Linked DNA regions of Sus scrofa: all the other regions are linked to region 1. The links are chromatin contacts, called in public Hi-C and HiChIP or PLAC-seq maps. All regions are on one chromosome and are shown on one strand. Each heading gives the region's core, a stretch centred on a gene start, on an enhancer-like site or on the middle of the called end of the contact. The rest is flanking DNA. Distances are from core to core; before and after follow the strand shown. Region 1 holds the start of BMF (bcl-2-modifying factor). Region 2 holds the start of SRP14 (signal recognition particle 14 kDa protein). Region 3 holds the start of BUB1B (mitotic checkpoint serine/threonine-protein kinase BUB1 beta).

Region 1 (4,476 bases), core at 1,029-3,528:
CACAGCTTAGCCTTAAAGGGGAGGTCCAGCAGCCAGCAAAGTGGCTAGCCTCCTCCAGTTCAGGCTACTCACTAGTCTTCATGACTTCAAATCTCTCCCCATAGCCTACCATTCCTGCCAGTGCTGAACCTGAGCTTGGTACAACCTGCCTCACAGAAGGAAGTGAAATTCAGCCCTCTCTCTGTGACCTCACTCGCTGCCCAAACTACTCAGGTTGTTGATAGGAGTTTCTTGGTGATAAAGAAGTTCCACTTGCTCCACCTGATGGCTCTTGGAAGTCTCAGCTTGGAGCCACACAGCATCTGAAGTTCCCAAGCCAACCCCCTATAAACACACACCAGGAACCCCTTAGGGTCCCTGGGGCAGTCAGAAAAGCAACCACCTGAACAATTAAGGGTACAGAGAGACAATGTTTGTCACTGCCAGATTTAATTCTATCCCCAGTCTTTTGCCTTTGAAGAACAAGCCAAATGGTCTGTGGGTTGCTAAAGTACTTAAAGAAATCTCAGTTCAATTTGCAAATCTTGGCTTTCTCAAATGCAAGCTCTCTGGGGTGCTTGCTCCAACCCTCCCTCCATCCAATCTTGTCCTTAGCTATCTATGGTCCCATCTCTGCCCTCTTTCCTGGAGAAAGAGGGCAAAACAGACACATGGTATTCTTTGCACTTCCCAAAAGGAGGTGAGAGATCTCCAGCTTATTGGTACCAGAAAACAGGGTTTCCCTCTGAAAGGACCAAAGGCTGTCCAGCCAGTCACCTGGCAGGGGCTTCCCCTTCTGCCCTTCCACCTCCTCTCTGCAAGGCTATCCCAAGCTAAGATGGGGCCCTCCAAAGCGAATCACAAGCAGGACTCATTGTCTGCAGTTTTCCTTTGAAGACTATCACCTCCCCCAACACCTCCCAGCAAAGCCCCAAAGTTCAACCCTGGCATGGGCTGGACAATGGGGGAGGTGCAGCCAGAGGGTGTGGCCCGGCAAGCGTGGGGGGGGACCCTTCCCACTCTCCACAGGAACTGCAGGTGGCTCTTCTGCAGGTGGGAGCCTCCGCAGGGGTGCTAGAAAAAGTCAGGTGTAAACTGGGGTACAGTAAAGAGACCCCTCTCCTCCCCTTCCTCTGAGCTGAAGTGGGGTGTCCAAAGTGGAGGAGAGGACTTCCTAAGAGCACTACCAGAGGAGGCTTTATTCCTAGCAAGGGGACCTAAAGGCTGCAGGAGCCCAGCCCTTAGTACTCTTAACAGGGGTGCTGAATTCGGACTCCTCCCAACAGAAAGCAGTAGCCAGACATTCTGAATCTCCAACAAGGGCTAAAATCTGGGAATGCACACACACATACTCATGCATTCACACAACACACAGCAGACCTGGGTGACTCCAGGAGAGAGTCTCGGCCTCCGAGTCGTGATGCCAGGGCTCCGCGCCAGGGTCCAGCGTGACGAGCACTCGGGGGCTTGGCGCCCAAACTCAATTGGGAAGGAAGGGAAAGCCCAGCTGTTAAGGAGAGGAGTCTTCAGACTCCGCAAGGGTACAGGACGTCCCACAACTCCCTGCCCTACCCCATAGTCAGATCCAGAGGCCGGGCCGTTCTCGGACGCCCAGGTCTGCTCTGCCGTGCACCGCAGGTTCCCCTGCCCACCTGGACTCAACTCCTTGGAGTCTCAAATGCTACTACCCCCAAGTTCCTTCGTGGAGCAGCGCATCTACAAATGGGTTCTGCACCCCTATTCCCGCACCCCAGCGCCCCAGTCCATGGTCACCCCAGATGCCCGAAGCCCAACCCTTCTCCGGCCCTCATGCGCAGCGCGATCCTCTCCCCACTTCCCCAAGGAGGTGCGGTCCAACTCTGCCCGGCCCCCGGTCGCCCGGGCGCTCACCGGGTTGTGGCGGGAGGCGAGAGGCGCGGACAGGGGCGGCGGCAGCAGCGGGCGGGCGGGCGCAGGAGGAGGCCACTCAGCACCTCGCGGTATTGTTTCCAAAATACGCCCGCTCGGGGCATCCCGCAAACAGCTGATGAGGCCCCGCCTCCCACGCGTCACACCGACAGCTGGCCAATGGCGAGTGGAGCCCCAAGTCCTGGGCTGGGCGTCTGCCAGGGACAGTCACGAATATACGAAACTTTCCTTGGAAACACTACAAGGGACCGAGCCAAATTCCGACCTCCTCCAGAAACGCAGTTGGAGCGCGGTCGCCCGCGCAGATTCGGTTCCTAATGCAGGTTCGGGAAGCACCCGCGAGTCCTTGAGTAGAGGGCGCCAAAGTGGCTTTTGCCTTCTCTTTCAAGGGAATGCGCTGAACATTTTTGGCGCGTCCTGAAAGGGAGGGGAAGGAGGAGGAGGGGAGGTTTTAGACACAGCTGGAGGCCTTGGTGGGTGCAGGATGCTGGTGGTCCCTGTGGATTTTGGCCACTGGTGGCAAAGCGTCCTCCTGCCTGCTGGTCAGAAGAAAACTCCAGGCGTTCCCCTTATGGCTCAGCGGTATGGAACGCGACTAGTATCCACGTCCATGAGGCCGCGGCTTGGATCTCTGGCCTCACTCAGTGGGTTAAACGGTGTTGCGGTGAGCTGTGGTGTAGGTCGCAGACGCGACTCTGGCTCCCATCCAACACTGCTGTGGCGTAGGCCTGGCCTGGGAACTTCCACATGCCACAGGTGTGTCCCTAAAAAGACCAGAAAAAAAGAAAGAAAAAAAGAGTTCCCATCATGGCTCAGTGGTTAACGAACCCGACTAATATCTGTGAGAATGAGGGTTTGATCCCTGGCCTTGCTCAGTGGGTTAAGGATCCAGTATTGCCATGAGCTGCGGTGTAGGCCAGCAGCTATAGCTCCAACTTGACGGCCATAAAAAGACAAAAGACAAAAAAAAAAAAAAAGAAGAAGAAGAAGAAGAAAATTCCAGGCCCCAAGCCGTAGGAAGCTTGAGAACAGGTGTCTCTGACACTGCTACTGAGTGACATTTATATAAAACACATCCGAAGGAACCCTCATGTCTTCTTCTTGACTGGGCATGGACTCTTAACAAAATAAACATCTGGCTGAGGAGAGGAGAGATCAAGAATACAGGCGATGCCTAGGCAGTTGACACAGGTCCTGTTTATGGCAGCATCCAGATATGTACTGGTACTGCAAGGAAATCAACTGCTTCCTGTAGTCTACATACTATGGTAAGGGAATCTATGAGCTATTTCACAAACATTTATCAAGCCTACATTGTGTCAGGTACTGGGCTAGGTGCCTCCCCTCAGGGAGCTTACAATCTACCTGGAGAAGTAGACTGGAAAATAATGGAAAGCAACATGAAATGTGTGAATTCCAGGGATAAAAACTGCTGGGAAAGCAGAAAAATTCCAGTTGCAAAGACTGGGGAAGGTTTCAGTGAGGTGATTTTGAGTTGGATCTTGAAGGAGGGGCAATTTTTCAATAAGGAAAGCCGGAAAAACAAATAGCCCAAGCTGACTTAGCATGAGCAGAATAAACTGCTGAACTGGAGTTGAGAACTTGTCCAGGGAGCAAGGACAGACAGGAGGGCAGGATCCAGGATCATTGGGTGCACACGGGTGGCAAGGGTTGGGGGGTGAGGTGGGGGTGGTTTAGGAAGGATGGGCATGGGCAGAGAGGTTCAGATCATGTTACAGAGCAGTCCCTGGAATGGCAGGCTGGGGAATCTGCACTTTATTCTGGAGGCAAAGGGGAGTCAGCAAAGATTTCATAGGAGATGGGTGACTTGACCAAGTCTGGATTTTAGGAAAGATAAATAAAGAGGCCAGAAATCAGTAAGAGGGAGCCAGTCCCTGCAACAGATTAGGTGATTGATGATAGGGCCTGACCCAGGGGACAGTGGGGACTGGCGGTGCTCTGCCCACCAAGCTCTCTCTCTGGAGTGTTAGCCCAGAGGAGCTGAAGTTTCCTTGTACCCTTTTCCTACCCATTCTTTCCCTAGCTCCCTCAAAGGGTACCTGAAAGAGAGCAGACCAGGTATAGCGAGGGCTGTGGTTGCTAAAACAGGAAAACACTGTCCCCAAAGGATGGAGAAGAGGGAAGAGGGAAAGTGGGGAAATTCAACCTTGACCATCAGCCATGTCCCCCCAGAAATTGACAGATGTCCAGGAAGAGGTGCTGGAGCCAAAAGAGGAATGCTATTTTACCAGGAGGTTCTGCCAAGAGGGAGAGGTCAGAGCTGCTCCAGTGACCTAGCGCTCATGCCATATGTGGGCATGTGAGGAGCCCAAGCCCAGGTTCCATGCAGGGCACTGAGGAGCCCTCACCAACTTTGCCATGCACAGATCAACTCCTCCTTTCTTTCATCCTTCTTAAGGTCTTCTCCTCCTGGGCCCATATCTCAGTTGGGCCTATGGGCATCACTTAGAGTCAGGAGTAGAAATGAAGGACAAACCAGCTCCAAGCTTGTCCACTAGAACAGTACAGGCCAACAGCACGGGTCATCCTAATTCTCTGACCCGCCCAAGCTGCTAAAACTGTGTCGGC
Region 2 (4,476 bases), core at 1,072-3,571, 64 kb before region 1:
TGGGCTCCTTAGGAAACTGCTTCTCACCTCTGCTAAAATCTCTTACACAGATGACACTGACTTTCTCACCCTGGGAAAGATGTCTCTGAGAGATATCAAAGGACTTGGTACTAACCTTTTGTGCATTTAAAATACTCCCTCCCCATCTTATTTTAAACCTGCTTTCCATTCATTCAGGCTCATTTAAGTAAAATGCAAGCTACTGCCAGAAAAATTCTACCTCAGAAGAGTCCTTAGTTTTCTATACTTCATGATACCCAATTTTATTTTCAAAAGCCACATACGATGGCTTTTCATAAAAGTCTTCTCAAGAAAACTGATAAAGAGGGACTTAACAACTAATTATGGCCTAAACTCTCACAAATATCCTACGTCAATGTGACCAGAGGGCAGTGTGGTTCAGTGCCAGCAGAATAAAGAGTATTCATTTGGAATCCAAGGAGTCTCTTGCTTTGCTATATATTCAACCTCCACCCTGAAAGGTAACATGAGGACTCTTGACTAAGTTATATGCTCTCAGAACTCCCTGGTGGCTTGGCGGGTTAAGGAACAGGCATTGTCACTGCTGTGGCTCTGGTTGCCACTGTGGCAGAGGTTCGATCCCTGATCAGGAAATTTCTGTGGGTGTGACCAAAAACAAATAAATAAATTATAGGCTCTCAAATATGAAACCTAACATAATACATGTTTGGTACCTGAACCACAACAATAAGGGAATAATCAGCTTAAAAGTAAAAGCATCATTTGGGGAGCTCCCATTGAGGCACAGTGGAAACGAATCTGACTAGGAACCATAAGGTTGCGTGTTCGATCCCTGGCCTCACTCAGTGGGTTGGGTTAAGGATCCAGTGTTGCCGTGAGCTGTGATGTAGGTCACAGACATGGCTCAGATCTGGTGTTGCTGTGGCTGTGGCAGTAGGCCAGCTGCTACAGCTCCAATTCGACCCCTAGCCTGGGAACCTCCATATGCCACGGGTGTGGCCCTAAAAAGCAAAAAAAAGCATCATTTGGTACCAAGAAACTGTTCATTGAAGGCAGGAACAGTACAGGAACAAGGAATCAAATATGTCAACTGCTCCTTACATTGATACTATAAGGACCAATACGCTAATTTTACTCTGACAAGCGTTTGACTTTTACTTTCTTCATTTTAATTTTGCTCTTGAGTTTTCTACTACTAAGGTAATAAAAGAAGACCCTGATTCCAAAACAGGTGGGGAGCTACAAACTAGGCTTTATTTAATAGTTTAAAACAAAAAACAACAAAAAACCTGGTTCTGATAACCCTAACTTAAGTTCAAGTCTTTAACCTACAAAATCAGGAGTGTTAGGAATCCAACTCACCACAGTGCTGATCTTCTTTTTCCCATCAGTAGCTCTTAATAGACACTTGTTGTCCGCGGGCTCAAATCCCTCCACAGAACCTTTCCTTGGAATGGGTTTAGTTCGACCATCATCTGCGTGAAAAATGTATCCTGGTAAACACAGCCACAACGTTGTTAACAGACAAAAAGCTAATAAGTAGGGAAGGGATACAAAAGATAACCTAATCCCCCTCCAGTGATCTAGTCCTGTTAACTACGTATCTGCCATCACTCTCGGCATTGCTACCTTGAGAATCTATGTGCTACTTCCACGATGGGAACACTGTAATATCAAAGCAGATTAAATCTCACTAACTGTAGAGGAGTTTTGGGATCCTTGACAAAAAGGCCTGAAATGCTTGGACTCACTGGGACAGCCTCACTCAGGTGACTAAGTGCTGGGGACCGCATCAGCCACAATCCCTAATACTCCGGCCCGTCAGCTCTGGATGTGCCCAGCACAAGGTTGGGGGGAAGGCAGGGATGCACGGCAGACAGATTCCGTCTGTGGCTCCCAGTAATTGGGCCCCCGGACCAGGGAAACGCTCGGCCTTCTAGCTCCTTCCCGGCCTTGCTCCGTCCATAGCTTCTTACATTTCTTCAGGGTGATGAAGACGCTGCCCGACAACCGGCACTTCTGGAAGAGCCTCGTCAGCTCCGTCAGGAACTGGAACACAACAAGCCCGGCCCCGTTAGGCCCAAACCCCCTTCTCGCATGGCCAAGTCCCAGAACCTCCCACCAACGGAAACAGGTCCCAAGTAAGCCCCGAACCGCATCGGCCCCTCGGCCCCTAGACCAGCCAGCTCTCGCCATACCTGCTCACTCTCCAGTAGCACCATACCGGCACTGCGGGCTCCGCTCAGTCAGCACAAGCCCCAAGCAGTCGGAACCGGAAGTTCCACCCTGGCTGGGCGGGACTTCCGCTATTTTTCTGCTCTCTTCTACCCAATCCCTGCTTCCACCTTTTCCCCGCCTCACCCACCCCGCGCCTGCGCTCTGAGACGCCCCCGCTTGTCCTTTGGAAGCTCGCGGGCTGTGCGGGATTTCACACAAGCAGTGGGAGGGAGAGCGAGGGCGTGGGAAAGGTTCGAGGGAAACCTAGTTGTGTACGTTCAACTGTATGTTGGTCGAGTTTACCTGACAATTTGATGCTTCAATTTCCTCACCTTATAATAGTAACCACCTTTTAGTTGGTTGTGAAGAGTAAATGAACTCCTATTAAATCCCTCCAACAGTGCCTGAGGCATAGAATGTTTGCACCGTTAGCTGTTTCATTAGAATAAATTCCTTGGCGGTCCACTGAACTCTCCTTCTCTGACCAGGCTGGGCGGCCCCAGCTCTAGCAAGACTGCTACCATCCCGGGGTTCTTGTAAGGGCAGGTCCAGGGGTGGAGGTTGGGCCAGAGGAGTAGCTTTGGTGGTGGTGTGCAGAGGGCATGCCTAATACTTTGCTTTTGTGCTTTTTTGGGCGAGGGATGTCTTTTTGTCTTTTTAGGGCCGCACCCGAGGCATGTGGAGGTTCCCAGGCTAGGAGTCTAATCGGAGCTACACTACAGCCACAGTAACTTGGGAGCCGAGCTCCTCTGTGACCTACACCACAGCTCATGCCAACGCCAGATCTTCAACCCACTGAGCAAGGCCAGGGATCGAACCCTTATCCTCATGGATCCTAGTTGGGTTCATTAACCACTGAGCTACGGGGGGAACTCCCGCTTTTGCTTCCAACACCCTGCTTTTGCTTTTAGCTCTTCAGAAGTGGCAGTTGGGTTTTTAGACTTTTCGTATCTTCCTGCCCATAATTTGCCCCAAACGGCCGATATTTTTAGTGCCTTATAGTTTCTTTGTATTCTCCTGCTGGAGGACATGTTTGTCTAGGTGCAAGCATTGCAGCCGCTACAGCAAAGGGTCCCAGGTTCCTGCCTGTCTCAAGAGCGCCTGGAGCCATATCTTAGTTCACCTCTGGGCTCAGTGAGGAAACCTGGGGTCTAGGCCCTGCTCTGCCAGTAGTCAGCTTGAACCCTTAGACCTTGGTAAAGGCAAGCTGAACTCATGCAACCGGGTTTTCACTGAGGGTATCTCAGCCTGTGCCAGGGAGTTAGGGCTATAGCAGGACATAGGACAAATTTCTTGGGTTAAAGAAATAAGGAGGAAATAATAAGAAGTATAGCTTCAGATAATGAGTGCTGTGAAGATAACTAAAGGGGATGATACAAATAAGAGTGACAAGGGGACAACTTTAGGTTGGGGGTCAGAGAAATCCCACTGAGGAGAACTCTGAGCTGAAAGCTAAAAGGACCAGCCATTCAAAAAGATCAGGGGACAGAGTGTTTCAGACACAGTGAATGGCTAGAACAAAGGCCCCAAAGGGGAAACAAGCTGCCCTGTGTCCACAATGCTGAGGAGTGGCTGGGAGTGGAGCCCCCATGTGGAAGGTGGGGAGAAGGGACAGTATGGAGAGCTTAGAGATGAAGCCAGTGACCAACTTATATAGGGCCTATGGTCGTGGAAAATTCAGATTTTGTTCCCAATACAAATAAAGTCTCTCATTAAGAAAGTTTTAAACAGAGCAGTGACAATCTAATTTACATTTTTTTAAAAATTCTCCCCTGTCTGTGGTATGGAGAAGGCTCTGTAGAGAGACAAGGCAAGAAATGGGGAGATGATGAGAGGGTTGGATTAGCATCATATTGCTGCTGTAACAAAATGGCAGAAATTTAGTGACTTCAGACAACATGAGTTTATTCTTTTACAGGCCTGAAGTTCAGAAATCTAAAATCACTGTGTCTACAGGGCTGAATTCCTGGAAGCTTCAAGGGGAAATCTGTTTCCCCACCCTTCTAGAAGCTACCTGCATTCCTTGACCCATGCCCCTTGCTTCCATTGTCACATCTCCTTCTACCGACTTTGATCCTCCTGCCCAGCTTTTTAAGAACCTTGTGGTTATATTAGGCCTTCCTAGATAATCCAAGATAACCTCCCCATCTCAAGATCCTTAATTTAATCACATACACAAAGTCCTTTAAACATGTAAGATAACATATGCACAGGTTCCAGGTATTAGGACAGATATCTTGGGAGAAGGGATGCGGGCTACCATAGAGGTTATTGAGA
Region 3 (4,476 bases), core at 1,140-3,639, 34 kb after region 1:
TTTTGCACTTAGTATTAGCAACATAGCTTATTAAGCTCTGCACCGTACCTTGTTTCTTAATAGCCCTGACATAGGACTGCTACTGTTCTCAGCTTGTGATCCATTTTGACATTTTGGTTCTTTTCTGCCAGATGCAGAAAAGTTGATAACTGGTATCTCTTTCTTCAGTATGTGTATTTCTTACATATATCAGTGTGGAAATTCTGGGTCAGACAATTTCTAATGGCTTGAGAAGGGCACTTTTGCAGAAAAGCAGAAGCAGAGTCTGGAAAGAAGTTTCCATGGAACTGAAGAGAGAGGAACCTAGCTCCTAGGAGAGTTCTCTAATACCCTGTCACAACAGCTACTGTGAGATGCAACCAGGCAGCAGCCAATAGCCCCCAGCCCCGGGGCTAATGCATCTTTTCACCCTTCACCTCCCTTCCTCTTGGCAACACAAGATGGTTTGGATTATTATGCCTCCTTCTCATTGGTTCTTCCACCTCAAGACACCTCATCACTGGTAAATACAAGATGCAGCTGCTACTCTGATTGGCTGATCTGTTGCTGGGGTAAAAGCCAGCATGGTGATGCTGCTTTGCCAGATGTGGTCTCCTTCAGGCCCTGAATATACACCCCCATTAGGTCTCTCTTGACCTTCCTCCCACCCCAACATAGTCCCTCCCTCTTCTTGTGGTTGCACAGTAAACAAGCAGTTCGTCCAAGGGTTCCCTGGAGACCCTGAGGTTTTCATCTTTGCAGTCTTTGGCCTGCTAAAGTAGGATTTTGTATAATCCATGAATGCAAAGTTGAGGGAAATTAGCCTTTGACAATCAAGAACACACACATCTCCACAAGACCAAGCAAGAGATCATAGATTTTCTAACTAAATCCCTCTAACAGCCACTGATGCAGATAGGTAGGGCTTTGCATGTACGTGGGTGAAAATGAGAGGCTTCCCAGTCCCCAACTGCTACCAGTTGCCACTGCACCTGAAATTCCACAATTAAGATTTTTTTCCGTTATGAATTTTCTTCTCCTGGGACTTACTATGGAAATACAAAGAGCCCAAAATCTGCTCTGAAAGATGCGTGAAAAGGTTTCTTTATGGTCAAATAAGTTTAGAGATGACAACATATTTTAGCACCCCCTGTAGTAGGCAGAATATTGGCCCCCAAAGACATCCATGTCTTAATCCACAGAACCTGTGAATATGTCACCTTACGGGGCAAAAGAAACTTGGCAGATGTGATTAAGCTTCAGGACCTTGAGATGAAAGGTCATCCTGGATTATGTGGATGGGCCCAGTATAATTACATGAGCCCTCAAAGCAGAGAGATTTTCCTTGACTGCACCCAGTGAAAGAGACACAATAACAGAAGCTGGGTCAGGGAGATGCTAGGTTATTGGCTTTGAAGATGGAGGAAGGGGGACACAAGCTAAGGAATACCTGCGGATGTCTGTAAAAACTAGGGAAAAAAGTAAACAAATTGTTTTGAAAGGCCTCAAAAAACACAGTCCTGCTAACACTTGTTTAGCCCAGTAAGACTAGAGTCAAATTTCTCACCTACCAAATTGGAAGGTAGAAAATTTGTGTGGTTTTAAGCAACTAAGTTTATAGTAGCTTAGTAGAGCAGCATTAGAAAAGGAATACACCCCCTCTCTCAGGGATTCATAGTGTGCTTGAGCTATTAGGGGCTCTTGGAAGCCTCTCAGGACTCCTGTGTAGCTGGACTTGTTCAAAAGTCGCTGCTCCCCTGGTCACATCTGATCCCATCATAGTTTCTTCCTCAGGAAATCAACTGAGACTAAGAATGTCTGTCGAAGCTAGTCTGCTGGAAGGGAAAAGAGGCAAAACCTTGAGAGCCGTGGCACAGCTGATTTTTCTGCGTGGGACTGTCCAGCGGAGGAATAAAGGCACTCCCATCTCATTATGGATGAGACAAATTGAAGGTCAGAGAGATTACGTGACTTGCTTAAAGTTGCTCATTTCACACGGCTTTTACAGAACAAGAATCCAGCTTTTCTCAGTTCAAGCGTTGGGCAGGAAACAGCTGGGTCAGAGCCGCCTAAGAACTCTAGACACATGCGAGACTTGGGGCAGACAGCAGTGTGTGGTCATAGCCTGGCCAGCCACCCCAAAAAAGAGTCAGGCTAAGCGCACGCACTCAAAAATATCTCACTATACTGAAGACATCGGATAAATCCTAGTGCTTCAAATGTCCCTCACGGCGCAAAGATTAGCTCTAGAGCCGGGACGCGGAGAGCACCTGCAGAGAATTTACACCTCTTAAGGTCGCGGCACCTGGACAGCCAGAGTCTTCAGAAACTACGACTCCCATTATGCACCGCGACCGCGGGCCCAAAGTCAGGATAAATTACAAGTCCCAGAATTCCTTGGGTGAGAGGCGCGAGCGCAGAGGAGCGGAGGGGCGTGGCACGTCGTCTGCGCGGGACCGTTAAATTTGAAAGTTGGCGGCTGGGCGTGAGGGCTTGAGGTAGCTGGTTTGTGAGGGGGTCTGGTGTGTGGTTTCGTCTGGGGGCACTCCGGTCGCTTAAGTACCTCAAAGGGCAGGTTGCAGAAGGAGGCCCAGGAGGTCTGTGCCTCAGAGGAAAGGCCCACGGCAGTTCGAGGTCCTGAGCCGGGAATGCAGGATGGCGGCGATGCAGAAGGGAAGCGGTGTTCCGAGGTGGGTACCGGAGAAGGGCGGCTGGGAGCCGAGCCTGCGAGCCCCGCGGGTGCCTAGCAGGTGACACCGGCACGGTCTGGAGAACAGGCCCGGCCGGAGCCTCCCTCCGGCTGAATTCGGACGCAAGGGACGAAGGTGAAGGCGCAGGGTTAGCACCGACCTCAGTGGGGTGCAGGGCGCATGAGAATCCTGCTGCATCCACCTTCAAAGCCAAGGAGGCTGCGGGACACCAGCGGTCCAAAGCGCATAGAATGTGTAGTGTTGTTTGTGTTTGTATCTCAGCCCAGCCATATGCTAGCTGTTTGACCTTGGTCACGTCTTAATATGGAAATGATGATATTAAAGCTACCATGCCAGGTTCTGGGAGAATTCAAGTATTAGTAATGTGACTACCTCCAATTAAGGGCTCAGCAAACTGTAGACGTTATAATTAAGCTGGTAGCTTAGTTAGAAATCTAAAATGCCCTTCCTTATTTATACACATTATCAGTTCTTCAGGGTTGGGTTTCTATGTGCATTTTCAGTAGAGGGGTACACAGTACTTAGATAAACGCCATTTCACGAGCTCGTTAATTCATGCAGGAAATATTTGTTAACCACCTGCTAAGTGCTAGGTGCCACAGATATTACAAAAGACAGAAAAATCCCTACCCTCATGAAAATTGAAGTTCTGGGGCAGGTTGAGGGTAGGGGCAACAGACAATAAACAAGATAAATAAACTAAAAGTTAGATGGTGGTCAGTACTTTAAAAAAAAAAAAAGTGGGGAGGAGGGTTGGCTCAATTTTGACCCTTCTCTCACTGAGAAAGTATCATTTGGTCAAGACTTGAAGGAAACTCAAGGCCTAGTCATGCATATACCTGGGGGAAGTACAAAGGCTGGAGGGTAGAGTTGGGGGAGGGAGGTGCACTGGGTGAGTTGCTGGAGGAAAATGAACCAGAAAGTAAAAGGAAATGAAATTATAAAGATAAGGATTCAGGCTTTGTAAGGACCTGGCTTTTACTGCGTAGTTGAAAATTATTGGCAGGTTGTTTTTGTGTTTTGTTTTGTTTTTTAAGAGCCACATCTGTGGCATTTGGAAGTTCCCAGGCTAGGGGTCAAATCAGAGCTGCAGCTGCCGGCCTATGCCACAGCAAGGCCAGATCCTTAACCCGCTGAGTGAGGCCAGGGATCAAACCCGAGTCCTCATGGATTCTAGTCAGGTTCATTACCACTGAGCCACAACAGGAACTTCATGAAAGTTATTGGAAGGTTTTGAGCAGAGGAGAGGAAAGACATGATCTGATATTAGTTTAAATGGGATCACTTTGGCTGCGGTGTTAAAAAGACTAAAGAAAGGTAGACAAGAATGGAAGCAGAGAGACCAATTTAGAAGTTAATGAAATAATCCAGGCAAGAGAGGAGATGGTGGCTTGAGCTAGGCTGGAAACTGTAGAGATGGTGAGATGAGGTTGATTTCTGAATAAGTTTTGAAGGTAGAGCCAACAGGACTTGCTGAGTGACTGAGGAAGAGGGCCGCAGGAGGGGTGTTGAGGATGGCATTAAGATTTTGACTTGAGCAGCTGAAAAATGAAATTGCCATTTATTTGATATGAGGGAAGGAGCAGGTCTTTGAGGAGGCAAGAGGAGGAGGGAGGGAGGAAGCAGTCCCGGCTCAGTTTTGGACATTTAACAGAAGTAGTTTCATTTTAAGAACAAGGGAAATCCAGATGAACACAAGAAATACTTAATCAGTTCTTACTAGTGTTAGATCCTGTATTAGATGAGGATACAAAAATAAGTGACATGGCCCTTATATTTACATGAT

What was found. Hi-C and Micro-C count contacts between places; a contact is called where the count stands out from the background. HiChIP or PLAC-seq counts read pairs in DNA pulled down with a chosen protein or histone mark.
Region 2: an H3K27ac HiChIP or PLAC-seq map of skeletal muscle shows a contact between it and region 1. The contact joins the promoter of SRP14 here to the promoter of BMF in region 1. A contact is called at or near these places in 2 of 5 promoter capture datasets (fetal skeletal muscle and liver), 14 of 47 Hi-C or Micro-C datasets (adipocytes, alveolar macrophages, blood and 7 more) and 2 of 2 datasets of contacts at active chromatin or transcription factors (alveolar macrophages and skeletal muscle).
Region 3: a Hi-C map of epiblast stem cells shows a contact between it and region 1, with 3 times the contacts expected there. The contact joins the promoter of BUB1B here to the promoter of BMF in region 1. A contact is called at or near these places in 1 of 5 promoter capture datasets (liver), 2 of 47 Hi-C or Micro-C datasets (embryonic fibroblasts and epiblast stem cells) and 2 of 2 datasets of contacts at active chromatin or transcription factors (alveolar macrophages and skeletal muscle).

What each region holds. Positions count from the first base shown.
Region 1 is chr1:131,175,823-131,180,298 of Sscrofa11.1, reverse strand. BMF (bcl-2-modifying factor) reads right to left here and starts at 2,278. Exons shown (of 5, transcript XM_021097837.1): 1 at 1,870-2,278; 2 at 1,360-1,486.
Region 2 is chr1:131,239,406-131,243,881 of Sscrofa11.1, reverse strand. SRP14 (signal recognition particle 14 kDa protein) reads right to left here and starts at 2,321. Exons shown (of 5, transcript XM_003121602.6): 1 at 2,181-2,321; 2 at 1,959-2,031; 3 at 1,345-1,457. The coding sequence starts at 2,204.
Region 3 is chr1:131,141,753-131,146,228 of Sscrofa11.1, reverse strand. It overlaps BUB1B (mitotic checkpoint serine/threonine-protein kinase BUB1 beta), which reads left to right and starts at 2,389. Exons shown (of 23, transcript XM_021097818.1): 1 at 2,389-2,669. The coding sequence starts at 2,635.